Regions from separate parts of the Mus musculus genome. Here all the other regions are linked to region 1. A link is a contact called in public promoter capture Hi-C data. All regions are on one chromosome and are shown on one strand. The core of a region is the stretch at or near the end of the contact, and the rest is flanking DNA. Distances in the headings are between cores, read along the strand shown.

The links. Promoter capture Hi-C pulls out the DNA fragments that hold promoters and counts their contacts. Capture Hi-C pulls out chosen DNA fragments and counts their contacts.
Region 2: a promoter capture Hi-C map of hematopoietic stem and progenitor cells shows a contact between it and region 1, with 2.5 times the contacts expected there. The contact joins the promoter of Lrrc17 here to the enhancer-like site in region 1. A contact is called at or near these places in 11 of 39 promoter capture datasets (the C10 cell line, cranial neural crest, embryonic stem cells and 6 more) and 2 of 9 other capture datasets (adipose tissue and liver).
Region 3: a promoter capture Hi-C map of adipose tissue shows a contact between it and region 1. The contact joins two enhancer-like sites. A contact is called at or near these places in 1 of 484 Hi-C or Micro-C datasets (adipose-derived mesenchymal stem cells), 1 of 115 datasets of contacts at active chromatin or transcription factors (microglia) and 3 of 9 other capture datasets (adipose tissue, liver and pancreatic islet).

Annotation. Positions count from the first base shown.
Region 1 is chr5:21,330,319-21,333,621 of GRCm38.p6, reverse strand. It overlaps Ccdc146 (coiled-coil domain containing 146), which reads left to right. Exons shown (of 19, transcript NM_029195.1): 3 at 520-602; 4 at 2,873-3,082. Among named protein-coding and RNA genes, the nearest start is that of Fgl2, 41 kb to the left of the region's middle. RefSeq lists an enhancer at 2,511-3,303. Within about 2 kb of position 1,696, at least 73 of the 459 cell types and tissues checked have an H3K27ac peak or open chromatin away from gene starts, as enhancers often do. A contact at or near this core is called in adipose tissue and hematopoietic stem and progenitor cells, where this site is marked.
Region 2 is chr5:21,541,889-21,545,191 of GRCm38.p6, reverse strand. Lrrc17 (leucine rich repeat containing 17) reads right to left here and starts at 1,665. Exons shown (of 4, transcript NM_028977.1): 1 at 1,473-1,665. It overlaps Fbxl13 (F-box and leucine-rich repeat protein 13), which reads left to right. Exons shown (of 21, transcript NM_001199632.1): 12 at 1,403-1,532.
Region 3 is chr5:21,492,208-21,495,510 of GRCm38.p6, reverse strand. The region is part of intron 18 of Fbxl13 (F-box and leucine-rich repeat protein 13); the gene reads left to right. Among named protein-coding and RNA genes, the nearest start is that of Lrrc17, 50 kb to the left of the region's middle. Within about 2 kb of position 1,705, at least 52 of the 459 cell types and tissues checked have an H3K27ac peak or open chromatin away from gene starts, as enhancers often do. A contact at or near this core is called in adipose tissue, where this site is marked.

The sequences.
Region 1 (3,303 bases), core at 447-2,946:
ATCCCAAGATCCTGGGTAAGCTAAAAAATAACCCCTGCATTTCTGAGCGAAGTGACTGGTGTGCAGCTCCTGCTCCAGAATTGCCTTCTCTCAACAAGCAGCCGTCCTGGTAGTCCACACAACTCAAAATGTCTGCTTACCCTAGAAATACACTTTTAGAACAAGAAGATATTTCATTCCTTGAGTTTCTGGGTGAAGAAATCATAGCCTAGAGAAGTTTAAAGACTTGTTCAAAAACAAAGATCTTACAAGAGGCAGGCTGGAACTACTCTGTGATACCCAGCTGCTTTTGAATGGGCCACATTGCTGCACATGTAGTCCTCCTAATGCTTAGCTGAAAGATTTTAGAAGACATATATGAGTCTTTTCATCTCCTCCACAGGCATACGAACAGTGATCGCTAGCAGTAACCTATGTGCATCCACAGGCATATGGACAGTGATGGCTAAAAATAACCTATGTTCCTCCATAGGCACAAGGACAGTGATGGCTAATGGTAATCTATCTTCTCTATAATAGCTGCACTCCAAGGGAAAACTTCCTGGAACCAGAATGGCAGAGTTGAAAGCCAAGTACACCTTGCTACACGATACAGTGGTGAGGTATGTTCTTTGCCAGCAAGGAGTCACCTTTTATCGTCTCTGTACTTCTTCCTTATAACAAATGGGACCTGTCTTCATTTGTCTTCTCTCTGAAATCTGGGGCAAAGATCAGAGTTCAGGTGGTTTTAGAAATCACTAAAGAAGAGGTTGTGAATGTGTGAAGAAGGGAGACTGAAAAGGAAGAAACCAGGTGGATGGGGTCATCTGTGGCTCATGTTGTGGGCCCAGTGTCACAGACTTCTGACTAGAGAACAATTACAGCTCTGCTACCAGGAAGTGACAAAGCCAGGGTACTTGTCCACTTGTTTGCACCACTCATTAGGAATTACTCCTGAAGAAAAGAGCTCTTGAACTTTGAGATGACAAACGTGCATTTCTCAGGCAGAGTAGGCGCTGATGTGTGTATGATGACTATTGAAGATACTTTGGACAAGAAGACCCCTCTCCAATTGTCATTCAGAAGTATAGTTCTGTGAGAGCTTAAGTTCAAGTCAGTAGAAGGTCAGAAGATGGGCATCCACAGAATAAGCCATCAGCTTTGCCCAGAGCCTACTACTTGCCACTGGGTATTGAAGCTATTTCTCTTTAGTGACAAGCTATCAGTGCAGGACCAAAACTATGTAGTGACATCTTCTGCTTCCAGCTTGTGTTGTGAAATAGCTACTTCCCCTCTGCTGCTCACAGTTTACCTCCTCCAGAGCCTTTACTTCCTTCTCTACCTATTACAAAACCCACCACTCTCTCTCAAGCCCATTGGAAAAGCACAGTGAAGCAGACACTATGTTTTTGTGGCTAGGGCTGCAGGCAGGCAGATATGGGTTGGAAGTACTGAACCCACATCGACTGAGCTTTCCACAAGACTACATTAGAAGTTAAGTTCTCTCCTCCTGACACTGTATGTCACACGAGTATATGTGTAAACTACCACCTATGTTCTGACTGGAAGCTCACTTCTGTGTTGCCCTCCTCTCCATGTGGAAGAACTCTAGGGCCTGGAGACCTGTCATTGTAAGGAGCCCAGGTTATGCCAGATGAACACAATGTTAACATACAAGAGCACCGAAGCGTAAGAGAACAGCTCCCATTTCCATTCCCGGAAATTGGAGGAGTTTTCACCAGTATTGCTCTGCTTGCTCTCTGGCACCTACCATAGTTCCTGGAACATATGAGGCTCCGATAAATGTTTGGCTGGATGCCACTAAACACATGACACAGTAAAGCGTGAGAAAATAGGGTAAGGGAAGCCTGTTACCTCAGCTAAGACAGCCTCAATCCTGTTTTAGGACATCTTTGCAAATAAGCTGAAACCTAGAGATTTTTCTTGGTAAGAACATTTAATAGAATACACACATAGAAGTAGGTGTTAGCTTTAAAATAAAATAGCAAAGGCCTGCCTATGGCTGCTGGGTAGGGGATCACTAATGTGAGGGTGTCTGAGACAGATAGGCCATGTAGACTATAAGTTGGGTGCCAGTACTAGTTTGTAACATGCAAGACTTCTGGAATATTCTTGGGATCAGTCAAGTATAACTTTTCTTATCTATCCAGATCTGCAGCCACTTCTTTAAACCGGGACAAGGTCACAGAATACAGCTGGGTTTTTAGGAACTCTCTTTTCTGTGATAGTCAAGACTATTTTTAGCCAAGCATCAGGGCAGGATTAAAAGCTGATTAATGTGCATAATTTTATAGGGGAATTTTTCCTAGTTTCCCACTAATGGCTGTTAAAAAGAGTGCTTAATGTCTTAGATCTGTAATGAAAAAAGATCTTGGTTCAGTCTTACTTAGAGAATTAAAAGCACAAAAAAAAAAAAAAGGAAAAAGAAAAGAAAAGGAAAGAAAAAAGAAAAGAAAAGAATTTCTGGGTTATTTGAGGGGCCCATTACTTTTTTTTTTCCCCTTCCTTGGGAGCCCTGGTCTTTCTTCAAAGTCAGAGGGAATATCCTTTGGATTACTTGCCTCTACTCTGCTTCTGCTTGCCCCTACTCTGGATCTAGGGACCTCTGGAGGAACTTATGAGGGGACACTGCAGCTGACTGTGTACCTCTCCCAGCTAGAGGGTGGGTGACTCAGGCTAGTCGCTGAGCCTTGTTCTTGCCAGTGCTGAGACTTAGTATGACTGATCAAACTGAATCCAGGAGTAGGAACATCTGTGACATGTTCCCATCCTACCCCCAAATCCTCTCAGGAATACGGGGCGGGGGGAAGGAGGGGTGTCCTGAAGGTACACACGTCCCCCCTATCAATATCTCAATGTCTTTGAAACCCAGCACGCAGGAGTCTGAGGTGCAGCTACTGGAGAACGCCAAGCGCTTCACGGAGCAGATCCAGCAGCAGCAGGTCTGTCTGCAGCAGGCCGAAGACTTCCCCAACGTCTTCACCACTGAGGTCTGCAAACTTCGGGAGCAGCTGCTCAAGTACCAAAATGAATACACGGCAGCGCAAGAAAGGGAGTACAATATTCAGTACAGGCTGACTAGGTGAGTCCCCGGGCGCCCTGGAGACAGCTTCACTGTCCCATAGTCTGTGCAGGCTGACTAGGTGAGCCCCCGGGGCCGCCCTGGAGACAGCTCCACTGTCCCACAGTCTGTGCAGGCTGACTAGGTGAGGTCTCTACTTGTTGGAGACAGGCTGTTTCCACATGACAAGTTAATTTGGGAGAGGGTTTAGGTATAAGAAGTCTGAGCTAACAATTACAAGC
Region 2 (3,303 bases), core at 416-2,915, 210 kb before region 1:
AAGAAGAAGAAGAAGAAGAAGAAGAAGAAGAAGAGAGAGAGAGAGAGAGAGAGAGAGAAAGAGAGAGAAAGCATTCTCAGTCCACTGGGGGGCTGAGGAGAGGGGTGTGTCTTTGGATGTTAGCGAGTTCTCTCTTTCCAGGTCCAGCCCACTGCCACTGTGGTCCAAAAGCTGCTTTGGCTCTTCTGTGGAATCTCATGCACACAGCTATTCCCAGAGGGGAACGTGTGTTCTCAATCAGTAACTCACCTCGGAATAGAGCCATTAAATCATATAGACTTGAGTTTTGATTTTAGGGCTAAATCTAACCTATGGGCAAGGGTTGCATATCTTATTTCACATTTATGTTAAGATAAACTTGCTTTGCAAGCATCAGGAGAGGTGGAGGGGCATTCTCTGCCTCCTTCTAGAGTACTCGATGGCCGCTAAGCTGTTGCAGACTCCAGACTAAGAGCGTATTGGTAGTTATTGCACAAGGAGGCAGCAAGAATCCTTACATTTTTAAAGAATGCCATGCTGAGGAGGGCTTAGAAGCTTGTCCACAGAGTGTCCTGAAAATGCCAGCCCTTACGTGGTGGAACAGACACATCCTAAACCAACCCATGCCCGCCCGGTCCCCTTTCTTCTGGAAGCTCTCATTTTGGTCATTGTGGTAATGGCATCTTTCCTGTTCCAACTCCAGTGAGATTGACAGCCTCCTGTGTAATTTTTATTTGTCTCAAGTGTTGCCCACTTAGCTACTCGATGTTCTTAGCCTATGTTTAACTCCTGAGTACATATCAGTCTGAACCGTTATTTTTAATTATCCTAAGGACATCATTACTCACAAAGCCATGCACGTTGAAATCTCTGGCTTTTAAATCATTTTTTTAATCAGACCCATTTTTTATTTGTCTCAAGTGTTGCCCACTTAGCTTGCTGCGTAAGGTTTTGTCTTCTTTCTGCCCTGATTCCTCACCATGATGGAACAGCTACTTTCCATAAAATGCTTATGAAATGTTTATCTTTCTCAACAGTTCATGTAGTAGTTTGGCAAAGGTAAGAGCTAAAAACTAGAGAGTAAACTCTAACTTGGGTTTCAGCAACAGACTTTCAAATAATATGCATGCAAGACTCCACCCACCCTCCAGCCAAGAAAAGTGTTACCCCATCAAGTTTCATGGAATCCTCCCAGATAGCCTTTCTTTCCCTTTGACATGCAGCCATGCATTATCTTCTCTATCACTGACACCCCCTTCACGTAACAGCAAGAGAGACTGCAGCTGTAAAACTGCCGAACATCTGCAAGCAGAGTGCACGATGAATACAGCTTTCGGTCTCTTTGTCATAGTGGCTCAAGAAAGACTTGAGAAAAGCTAAGTATTTGACTCTCCTTCCTCCCCTCTCTGCCCCATCGCCCCAGGTACTTCCACAACTTACAGAACCTCAGTCTGGCTTACTGCCGAAAGTTCACCGACAAAGGCTTACAGTACCTGAACTTGGGGAACGGATGCCACAAGCTCATCTATCTGGACCTTTCCGGCTGCACCCAGGTTTGCCTCCCAGTCTCAGTCTTCTCTGTCCTGCAGCAGGCGAGGACGTCCTCCCGAGAGCCAGCTGCATCCAGCCCTCATGTTGCACTAATGCTGTGCGTGGAGCACAGAACACTCTGCTGAGGTTTTAAATTACATGGCCACAGCTGCTTCAATTTTCTCCAGGATTGCTACTATAGGCGCCTGGCTTCTGTCCACAGGCGCGTCACATCAACAAACAGGCAGAGCTCATTGGATGATGAAACGGACCACTTCTGAGAACAGTTTGAGGGCAGAGTCCAAATCTCCAAAACTTTATAGAGCCACTAAGATACAAACAAATGGGGTGGGATACACAGGATTCCTGACAAGGCAGTTAGGTCCCCCGTGGGCTTTTCTCTGGGTAAAATGCTACAAGCAATAAATGTGAGAAATAGAAGTCCCACATAAAGGACCGTAAATGTTTAAAACTGCATTACATACATATCCTAAATATTACAAAGATGTGAGATTCGGGTGGGAAACTGTTTGAAGATGAAGGGACAGGGATTGGGGAAGTTGGGCAGGCAGTCATGTGAAATATATGGCATTCAGATGCACTCGCTACTTCTTCCACAGTTCCTTCTGCTATCTATAGTTTCCATAGACTTAAGCTATCCTTCCTGTGACCAATTTTCTCCCATTTCTTCGTGTCTCAATATTGATGTCTTCAGTAGTATACTATGTTCTTCATAATGCCACACAGGTGAGAGCTGGTTAAAATAAATGTCTAACCACAACCAGCTAGCTGTAGTTGCCAATGATTGAGCTGTTTTTGTGTTAGGTGAGACATCACTCTTTATACAGTGGATTCCTTGTGAGGGTTTTGTGCCCATTTACCAAAGTTCCAAGTGGTAGAATAAACCGGCCAGTTTTGCCTAGAAGCCTATGGTGTAGGTCACATGATAAGCACCTGGAGGCGGACACCACGGGGCAAGGAATTCTTATGCAGCTGCACTGTTCCCTGAACATGACTTCCTAGTGTTCTAGGTATGAGAGGTGAGAAGAGAAGACTTGTCTAAGGTTGAAATAAATGTACAGAATGGATACTTCCGTGAACTAGCGTGCAGACGTGCATTAGTACCAACCAGGACTTAAGTTGGAAGTACCCTTGTTTTCCTCATTGTGGCTGGATTTCTGATAGCTTTTTGACCTTGGCCATCTGATGTCTCTAAAGTACTTATTAAGAAAACCTGGGACTGTAGGAATTGTACATTCTTTCTCTGCTTTCCGTTGAGAGCAGCTGCTTTAAAAAGCTTTGTTATGGTTTTACAGCCTAGGAATGTCTTTCTCCCAGATCTGGGAGCTGTCCCTTTGACACAATCTCATCAAAGAGGATAGTGTCTCATCTGTGGGAGGGTAGAACACTACCTCAGATGAGACCCTAGGAAACACAGACCCCCCCTACCACAGAGAAAAGTGTTTCTAAGTACAGAGAGAAATTTGTGTGCTCAAAAAATTCCTCCAGCCAAACTTGCTAACTGTAAGTGTTTTAGCACTTTCCCTGCATCTCACCTTAAACAGTCTCCCACAGTAGGCCTTATGTTGTGTACATGCATATTGTGGCCACAACACACATAAACTTGTCTATGCACACACACAAACACATTCATGCCGCCCCACGTACACACATGAACAAACATGTACAAGCACACTCATTCCCATATATACTCATACATACACATGCACACATCTACACACATCTACACACACACACACACACACACACACACACACACACTCTCTCTCTTTC
Region 3 (3,303 bases), core at 456-2,955, 160 kb before region 1:
CGCAGGAAAAGGACAAGACTAGAGAGGGTGACCGGAGAGAAGCCCAGAAGCTCTTCCTAAGACTTACAGCCTAGGATTACTAAAGTCCTCTGCCCTTCTTGTCTACAGGGACTCTAGGGAGGCCAGGAAACCAGACCACTTACCTTGAAGAAATGGAAAGTGTGTGTCTTGATTATCCTTTGTCCAGCCTAGCTCATTTTTATTTTGTACATAAAATCTAAAGCAAGAATATTTGATCACACTGTAACTAACTGTGTGTCATTTACTGCAAATAAAAATAAAAACAAACAACAACAAAACACCTAATTTTAGTTGTGGTGTGCCTTGGCCCTAGCACACACCTTTAATCCAATAGCTTTCTGTAAACAGGATTAAATAAAGTCAACAATAGATCAAGAGGTGGAGCAAACAAGCAGTTGCCAGGGAATGAACTTAAGAGAAACCATAGAGAGTAAGAGGGAGTCAGGAGGACAGATAGAGAGACACAGGAAGTGGAGGGAGGGGCATTCAGCTTGAAGCGGGAGGAGAACTTGCCTTTTGGGATGCTGGCTGAGGAGGAAGGTCATCTGGGCGCTTTCTCTGCCTCTCTGAGGCAGCAGGCATGACCTGCTCTCATAATTTGCCACCAATTTAGCATAAGTACTGCACCAACATTTTTGCCTCAGGTTTTCCATGTCTGGAATGCAGTTGTGCATCTGGCTCCTGTGTCTTCATTGGTCAAATCGAATGACTGTGATTTTGTTAAAAAACAACCACAACATTATTTTGGATTTTAAAAAAAAACAAACTTTGCTTACCAAATATAATTTACAAAGAGAACTCCTTTTTTTTTCACATCATTCCCCAGTCTTCCCTTTAATTTTTCAGCATACATTCTGGTGCCACTTAGGGCTTCTTTCTTTCTTTCTTTTTTTTTTTTTTTCTTTCCTTTTTCTGATCTCCAGTTCTCCACCTCCTGGCTTCTTTTTATACACCTGCCACACTGTATATTTTGAAAATAATTTCCCTCTTTTAGTCCAAGTATATTATAGGATCTATGACATCAGTAAGCTATGCAGGTTTACTGACAACCATAGGTGTCCTGTTGAGAAAACATTTACTCAGAAAACAAATAAGACAATTTATCTTGCAGTTAGAAGGAAATATTAGAATTTCTAAGACTTTTATTTAGATTTTTTTTATTGACAGTATTTGTTTGATTATATCTATTTATAACAACACCAGGACAGGACTTCAGACTCTGCAGAGTGGGTAATCTAGCCAGGACCACCCCCACCTGCTCTGATGCCTGGCAGGATGGAGGCTGTCTTTGAGAAGATATACCTCCAAGTCTCATGACTGTCTGAGGTCCAAGCAACTGAAGTTCCACGTTTACCACACATAAGTCCAGAAATTGCATTCTTAGCTTTGAGCAAGCCCAAGGAGTCTTCGTTAAAGAAGTTCTTGAGAGCACAGTGTTTTCCCGGAATTATCAACAGAGGGAAAAACAAAACAAAACAAAACAAAAAACCTTCCAGCCTTGTAAGTGCTCCTAATTGGGCTGTAATGAGGCACACTGTCAGGAGACAGTGGCATGAAGAAAGACAACAGAGGGAGAAGTTTTTGGACAAGGAGCTGCCACCTGTTGAGGTGGATTAATCAGGCTTTGGGCAAAAGAACACTATTGTAGCAATCAAAAAATATGAGTCAAACTTAGTCCCAGCTACGTACCCAATTTAGGAATGTAGTTTTTAACCCCCGACACTGTGACTCAGCCCAGAAGACACAGGGAACACTCCGATATGTCGATGAAGAAATTTTCTGAAAAAGTGTTAACTCATGGCAAGATAGGACGAGAGACTAGAAAGGAGCCCGACTTGACCATGTTTTCATTTCTTTCTGCCTTCACTGTAAGAGATTGACTTGAAAGAGGCTTGGTGTAGCATTTTACAAGATACAGGAGATGGTGGGGTTGCTATGCGAGTGGCTTTAGAGCTTTAGAGCTGGCAGGGCACAGGGCAGCTGTCTCTGGAGGAGAAGAGGGGATTTCACTGTGTGAGCGAGTTGTAACATGTCTGCAGACATAGAACCTCAGGGTGACTTACACAGCTCTAAAGGAAATAATGGACTGTGGGACTTTAGCTCTCATAATTTGCCACTGATTTAGCATAAGTGCTGCACCAACATTTTTGCCTCAGGTTTTCCATGTCTGGAATGCAGTTGTGAATGTATCAGAGACTTTAACATTACTTTTAGAGTTATTGAATTAAAAAACCTCCAAACATTTCAGTTTCAGAGACTAGCAGAGCCATCCAAGATAAAGGCACAACAGGGAATGGATCCAGGTAGTCCAAAGACACTAACAGTGGGAACTGAAGAGAAGCCCTGAGGCTCCCTTTAAAGCTAGGAATTAATCTTATAGTTCTAAATTGCTTATTAATTATTATCACCCCCTGTGTGTGTGTACATGGGTGAGCCATGGTATGTACATGTGGAGGTCAGAGGACAACTTTTGGGGTCTGTCCACTCCTTCCACTGTGGTTCTGGGTGTTGAACGATGGTAGTCAGGCTTCTAGAACAAGCACCTTTACCCACTGCGTCATCTCCTTGGCCTCACAGTTTAAACATGGTTCTTGGTAGGACTTGCCTCTGGGTCTTACTCTGTCCATTCTCTAAGAGGAAATGGTATTACTGCATATCTCGCAACATCAAAATTCTTGTATTATTAAAACAGACTTGATTTCCTGGAAGACACTTCCATAGGACCAACCTGCATCCTAGTATTGAACTGTGCTGTGTTCTGAATGTGATGCTTATAAAGACCTATAAAAACTAGCACCGTTCCATAGAGGACCCCAAGAGACTCACCATATTCTTACTGGCAAGTGAGCTGAGAGACAAAGCTATTGGTTCCAGTCAAAGGTGGATTCCTTCTGTACCACCCTGGATATGTCCCTGTGCTTGATTATCTCCAAAGACAGTGACCCTTCTATCCCCGACAGTGACTTCTTCTAATTTCTGGCAGTACTCAGTTCTAGACAGGTCAGATTTCCATGTAAAGTTAGTCACAGCACAGGGGTGAGTCAGGCATAGTAAATGCTGACCCCTGTGGAAAACCCAAGCTCTGCACGAGCTCAAAAGCAATCGCCCTTGGCAGCTGTGGTCAGAAAAAAGGTAATTACCCAGACTTCTTTCTCTCTGTAAGTATACATATTTTAGCATTGGCATCATACACAAAATCTACTAGCAGCTAATATTTAGTCTTCAAAAGTTTCAACTGTCAAAAGCTGTAGTTCATCACAGTGCTGCACCTGCATATGGATG